2 separate regions of the Oryctolagus cuniculus genome follow, and region 2 is linked to region 1. Evidence: chromatin contacts called from public Micro-C data. All regions are on one chromosome and are shown on one strand. The core of a region is the stretch at or near the end of the contact, and the rest is flanking DNA. Distances in the headings are between cores, read along the strand shown.

Region 1 (3,406 bases), core at 514-3,013:
GCAAGTTCAAAGCCCAGTAAGAAGCTGCCCGGCAGAAATTGGAATTATACCCTACCAGCAGATGAAACTCTGTTCATTCCTTTAATGTTTTCCCTCAACAACAACAAAAAATACATCAAGGACAGAGAAACCACAGAGCAGTGAAATTCATTAGACACACAGATGTAAGTTATCATCGCGGGGCTTTCAGGCCCCGGGTCCCCAGCTAAGCATTTTCCGGCTGGAGACAGACTCACAGACGTCCGCCTCCTACCTTCTGTTGGGGCTTCTCCACGGAACCACAACAGGTTTTTCTTCGAGTCATGTGGCACCTCCTTTCTTTATAAAAATGCTGTTTATGAAATCAAGACCACATACTTAAAAAAAAAAGCTTTTTATTTTATTTTTCCCCTTCAAAATGGCAGGAGCCAATGTGAGAACTCCCTGGCTGGAATCAGGGCTGCCCCAACTTCAGGGGACTTCGGGAATAACAGGCATTGTCCAAAAAGATGCATTTGCTCAATCTGCAGAGGGTGCGGGCGATGAAGTCACTGGAGGAAATGTTGCTGTGCGTTTGAAAATGTACCATCAGGCGAGTGCACGCACCGTTCAGAAATGAGAGACACCAGGCGGTGACTGCGCCGGTCTGGTCCGCTGCTGCCGCTGCTCTCTGCACCCCCATAGTCGGGAGCCCCCCACCCCGCCCCGCCAGGAAATACGGAGCCATATACCTTTCCCTCCCGCAGTGTGCAGCATTTTCAGATGATCCACCGTCATCTGCAGGATCTCGGCTTTCTCTAGCTTAGCGGAGCCCTGGAGAAGAGAACAGCAAGATTGCTGGGCCTATGAGAACTTAACGCACGGACACACAGAAACCGTCAAGCGTAGACCCAAGGAAACAACGCGTCTAAAATGCGTGGGAACCGCCGCAGGACTTCAGCCGCGGCTCCCCTCCGAGGCTCGGGGGCAGCGGGTTCGGAAGGCGCGCGCAACTCGGAGCTCGCCCTTCTCCCTCCATTACCTGCTTCTCAAAGGCGCTGGGTACCAGCCTCCTCAGCTCGGACAAACTGTTATTGATCCGGTCTCGTCGGCGCTTCTCAATGATCTGCAGAAAGCAGGCACAACAAAGGAGGACATTGCCACTACTGCTGGACACCCCGCAGGGAAGAAACGGTGGTCCTCCCCGTTAATGCGTAACCAAGATAGTCACAACAGTAAGTAAATAAGGATTATCCAGAGACTCACGCCTCTCCGACGTTTCCTGGCCAAGATCTGGGAAGATGTGGTTGGAGACATGGAACCCAGAGCCGAACTCAAGTTTCTAAGGGCAGAGAGAGAGAGACAAGGGGCAGGGGAGGCCCCGTTCAGCGAGGGGAGGGGACCCGCGAGGTCTCCCCCGCGCCCTGCCCGGCCGCTCGCTGTCACCGCGGACTCACCCATTCTCGTCCGCACTCTCCTTCTCCACCTCTACGGTCTCGTCCAGCTCGCTATCCGACGAGCTGTACTCGGGGTGAGCGCGCTTCATGCTGCGGCAGCTCCGGGGCTCCTGGGGAGGGTCGGCGCGGCGGGCAGGGAGTTCACCACGGCGGCGCCTCTCCGCGCTCGGCTGCTCGCGCCCGCCACACACTGATCCCGCTCGCGCTCTGCCTCGGGTTAAAACTCAACCATCCCTTTCCCACGCTGAGCCCCTTCCCAGGGCCCTGGGGAGGGCGGGCGAGGAGGCGGAGGGGCGGGGCGGCGGCTGCCGGGCAACAGCTTCACCCCCACCACCACCACCCCCGCCACGGCCAATCCGACTCCTCGCCCCGCTGATTGGCAGCCGCCAGGGCAGGGGGGCGGAGCGAGGCGGAGGGCGAGGGCGGGCCGCGCCCCCGGCGGCGGTGCGTCGGCTCCGCGGGGGCTCCGCAGTAGGGGGGTGACGGAGGAGGCGCAGGCGGCGGTGGGCCGGCGGCGGGGAGGCGCTGGGGGCCGGGCCGGGACACCAGCCCGCCGGCGGCCGCTGCCCCGCCCCGCCCCGCGCGCCCCGATTGGCCTGGCCGCGCGCCAGAGCCGCGCCTGCAGCGCCGCCGCTGAGCCGCACGCGCCGCGGGCCGTGGGAAAGTGCCGGCGCCGCGGCCGCCAGCCAATCCGGGCGGACGGCGACGGCGGCCGCGCTGGCGGCGGCGGCGGCGGCGCTGGGCGTCCGCATGAATGGAGAAGAATGGGCAGGCGGAGGAGCGGGGCCGCGCGATGGCGCGCAGGCCGGAGCTGGGCGGCCGGCCGCGGGCTGGGCCCCCCGTGTGAACCTGTAATCGGAGCCCGGGCGCCGGCCGGCCCCGGAAACCGCCGCCCAGCGACGCCGTAAATCTCGGCTGCGTGGCCGCCTGTGTCCGGCGACCGGAGGGCGCGCGCCGCTGGCGGGGCCGCAGCTGGTGCACCTGGCCCGGCCGCGCGCCGGCCGCTCGGGGCAGCCAAGCCGGGAAGCGGGGAGAGGGCCGCCCAGGCGCCGGGCGCGCCCGCGGTGGCCGCCGTCCCAGGGGCCGGCCGCTTGGAGGGGCAGGACTTGGGTTGAGGGATGTCCTTTTTCGGGGTTGGGGCCCTTGGCCTCGCGGGGAGCCAGACGCCTCCGGGATGGAGTGAATTCCCCGGTGCTTGTAATTTCCGGGGCAATGGAGCGCTTGTTTTCTGGGCTGAAAGCGAGGGAGTGGGGGATCCTTGGGGATATTCATTATGTTTTTGTTTTTTTTTTTTTTCTTTTCTTTTCCCCAGGCGTCGGCGGCTAGATCCTTTCCGCGGGCGACAGGGTGGCGGGTTGGGCGTTTATTTCTGGGCCCCGCCTCGCTGCGGGAGAGCACGAGCAGCCCTTCTGCTCTGGCCTGGCTGTGCGGTGGCGCCTATTAGGAGCTACGTGAGGTCCCACGAGACCCTCCCCCCAAGGAGGACAGATTTAAAAAAAAAAAAAATATACGGTTTTACATCCCCAGATCCATTCCTAATGCCAGGTTTTGTAGAAATGGGCAGGAGGGTTACTGTGAATTTGAAAACCCGGTCGTCTCTGTCCCTTATGGTGGCTAAATGCACGCATGGGCTTGCAGCCGGCTCTGTGAAATAAAGCTATAGGGACGTGGTTGAGAGTGCCAGAGGAATGTGCTCCCCTTGGCAAGTAGCTTTTCCTATGCTGGACCGCGTCCGTGTTTTCAGTGCCGCCCTGAAACACCTGGTCACCACGCTGGGCGACCTGAACCTCATTCCCTGGTTCCTGTCTCAGCACCTCCTCACCCCCAACCCCTCCACACGTTCTGCAGCCTCCTAGATCCCACTAAAGCGCTTACAGCACTCACCTCTGGCCCCTCGGCCCTCCGTGCCCTGACCCGCTTCTCCCTCTAGGCTGGGTCCCTGGCTTAGCCCCCCTGCACTTGTCCGTTGCTGGCACCTAGACACCCCCCCT
Region 2 (3,406 bases), core at 457-2,956, 690 kb after region 1:
TGAACGACAATAACAAAAAAAAAAACTTGACTTATCTAATACTGTAAACTAGCATATGAGCCTAAACACTGCAGAATTTGCTACATGTAGCATCTTTTTAAAAGACTTTTTTTAAAAAGGGATCAATGTTAAGGGCTCCAAACCGGAGAACCTTTCAGTGAAAAAGTCCACTAGGATGGTCGCCTTGGGCGCTTCACTCCCAGCTCAATCAGTTCTAATCACTCTAAATTCTATATGCAATGTAAACAGTTGGCGTTGCTTTTTTTTTTTTTCTTTTCAAATGAGCCCTTGCTGCGCTGGGGCTGGCAATCTCGGGAGCCGCGCGCCGGGTCCGTGCGAGCAGCCTCCTGCCGCGGCTGGGGAAAACCCTGCCTAATATTTATAACGTTATGACATACTGTAATACTCACAAGGTGGTTGTAGAAGTATAAACACGAGCCGAGCCCTCTGATTGGTTGCCGGTGATGTAACACCCATGTCAATACTTCCCAGTGAACGCACGTGTTCGACCTTTTATTTAAATTTCCATTTCATCACGGCCGTCAAGACACTCGGGGCGGTGCGTTTTCGGCGAGAGGATGGTTGCCCCCGGGGCCCGAGGCGCTGCCCTGGCATCCAGGGCAGGCGGTGGTCCGCGGCTCGCCACCTCCTCGCCCGAGAGGCGCTCGCCCGCTCCAGTCTTTGTGAGGGGACAAAATAAGTTCACTTCCTCGGGCACCGCCATCCACACACACCCACACCCCCACCCACCGCACCCCACCCCACCCCACCCACCCCCAGCAAATGACAAGGCTGGAGCGCAGCTTCCCACCGCGCACTTATTTCCCAAAGTCCCAGGTGAACTCGTGGCGAGAGGAGGAAAACGCGCGTCCCGGGCGCGGGTAGGTGCCTGTGGGCAGCGGGGAGGCGGCCAGACCCTGACACTCGCCAGCTGTTTGTCCTCCGCGCAGCCCTGGCCCCGGCCGCACACGCCCGCCCCTCCCCGAGACCCCCAGCCGGCCGCCCGGCCTTTTGTCCCCCCGCCCCTCGGCCGACTTCCTTCCCTGCGGCCGCACCCCCGCCCCCAGGCCGGAGGCGCGGCCCGGCCCCTTTCCCGGTCCCCTGGCGCCCCCACCCCACCCCAGCCCAGCCCCAAGCCCAGCCCCCCTCCCCCAGCCCGGCCCCCACCCTTTCCCCCTCCAGCGGTTACTGCTACCCCGGTGCATTGTGGGCGCACGGTCCGTTGTTCATTTGCCATTCGACCTCCGCCAGGGCCTGGTCGGACGGAAGCGCTCCGCCGGCTTTATTGTCGGCTCGTTATGTGGCGGAGCCGGGCAGTTTAACGTGCCTCTCGTCCTCAGCGCGTCGGCAGCCGGCGGCGGCGGCGGCGGCGGGACTCCTCGGCGCGCCGGAGGAAGGATATCTGTTTGGAGGGTCGGTGTGTGCGCGCGGCGTAGAAGAGGGGGCAGCGGAGGGTCTCCCCGCACTCCGCCTCTCAACTTCGAAGGCCCCACGCGCCCCGGCTCGCTCCTCGCCTCTCCGCCGCCCGCCCCCTTCTCCGCGCGGGACGCTGCCCGGAGCGCAGCGGGGCGGGGGTGGAGGACGCGGAGAGCGGCCGGAGGCGGCGGCGGCGGCGGCGGCAGCGGACGCGGACGCGTGCGGCAGCCCCGGGCGCGAGCCGGGCGGGAGGGCGAGGCCGAGCCCCGCGAGACCGGAACGCCGGGGGCGGGGGCGAAGCGGAGGGGGAGCCGCGGGGAGCGCGCGGGACGCGGCCCGAGGCCGGGCGCGAGCCGGGGCACCGGGCGGCGGCGGCGGCGGCGGCGGCGGCGGCTGCGCGCGCCATGTCGTTCAGTGAGATGAACCGCAGGACGCTGGCGTTCCGAGGAGGCGGGTTGGTCACCGCCAGCGGCGGCTCCACGAACAATAACGCTGGCGGGGAGGCCTCGGCTTGGCCTCAGCAGCCGCAGCCAAGACAGCCCCCGCCGCCGGCGCCGCCCGCGCTTCAGCAGCCCAATGGGCGGGGGGCCGACGAGGAAACGGAATTGGAGGGCCTGGAGCCCCAAGACTTGGAGGCCTCCGCTGGGGCGGCCGCTGCTGCGGCTGCCGCGGCCGCCGCCGAGGAAGCTAAGGAGTTGCTGCTCCCCCAAGACGCGGGCGGCCCCACCTCGCTGGGCGGCGGTGGCGCGGGGGGCCCCTTGCTAGCGGAAAGGAACCGTCGGACTCTGGCCTTCCGAGGAGGCGGCGGCGGCGGGGGTCTCGGCAACAATGGCAGTAGCCGCGGCCGGCCCGAGACCTCGGCGTGGCCCCTGAGGCATTTCAATGGACGAGGGCCGGCGGCTGTGGAGCTGGAGCTGGACGCGCTGGAGGGGAAGGAGTTGATGCAGGACGGCGCGTCCCTGAGCGACAGCACCGAGGACGAGGAGGAGGGGGCGAGCCTGGGCGACGGCAGTGGGGCGGAAGGCGGCAGCTGCGGCAGCAGCAGGCGGTCGGGCGGCGATGGCGGGGACGAAGTGGAGGGCAGCGGTGTGGGAGCTGGCGAAGGAGAGACTGTCCAGCACTTGCCGCTCGCGCGGTCCAAGTCCCTAATGCAGAAGCTCCAGTGCTCCTTCCAGACCTCCTGGCTAAAGGATTTTCCCTGGCTGCGGTATTCCAAGGATACTGGCCTTATGTTTTGCGGCTGGTGCCAAAAGACCTCCGAGGATGGGGGCAGCGTGGACCTGCCCCAGGTGGGGCACGATGAGCTTTCTCGAGGGACCCGCAACTACAAGAAAACCCTTCTCCTGAGGCACCACGTCTCTACCGAGCACAAACTCCACGAAGCCAACGCCCAGGTAGGCTAGAGCTCGCGCCTGCCTCTTTTAGGGGGAAGATTCCTTGGCTAAACCACCCATTCCCCTGAGCGAGGGCATCGCTCCCGTTGAGAGGGGTGCGGGGAGCCTTCCGCGTGGGGGTTTGGAAAGCCTGGGAACAAGTTTGCAAAAGTTGTGTATGTGGTGTGGGGGGAGGGGAACGGAATGACAATTTTCTAATCGTACCGCTGACTGTGTTTTTATGTCTTTATGACTGAGATTTCTTTGCTCTTGGGATTGAATCCAGTAGAAGGTTTTGAAAAAGTAGGTTGAAGGTTTTAGTCTAAAAGGATGACTTCGGGTCATGTATTTTATTAGCTGTGATTTTAGCGAAGCCGCCTTATGTTCGTAGAGGTTTAGTGTACTGCTGGAAGTCAGATCTGGCAACTGAAGAGTGGATTAGGCAGAGTTCCCTAAACCTGGCAATACCTCTCCCAAGAAACCGTCTAGCCGAAAGAGTTCTTCCATTAGAGCACGATAATGTGAAGTGTCAGAACTGTATGTAAATGTTGGGGAAGCTATTTGAATAACTCCTTTCTCATGTGAGTAATTTTACTAAACTCGTCTCGGCTGAACTT

What was found. A called contact is a pair of places that touch in the nucleus more often than the background predicts.
Region 2: a Micro-C map of ear pinna shows a contact between it and region 1, with 6 times the contacts expected there. The contact joins the promoter of ZBTB10 here to the promoter of HEY1 in region 1. A contact is called at or near these places in 3 of 6 Hi-C or Micro-C datasets (ear pinna, skin fibroblasts and an unstated tissue).

Annotation. Positions count from the first base shown.
Region 1 is chr6:105,308,211-105,311,616 of mOryCun1.1, forward strand. It overlaps HEY1 (hes related family bHLH transcription factor with YRPW motif 1), which reads right to left and starts at 1,764. Exons shown (of 5, transcript XM_008255689.4): 1 at 1,416-1,764; 2 at 1,225-1,300; 3 at 1,001-1,084; 4 at 711-792. The coding sequence starts at 1,504.
Region 2 is chr6:105,999,656-106,003,061 of mOryCun1.1, forward strand. It overlaps ZBTB10 (zinc finger and BTB domain containing 10), which reads left to right and starts at 1,707. Exons shown (of 6, transcript XM_017341413.3): 1 at 1,707-2,810. The coding sequence starts at 1,821. LOC127490727 (a long non-coding RNA gene) reads right to left here and starts at 1,154. Exons shown (of 7, transcript XR_011389489.1): 1 at 411-1,154.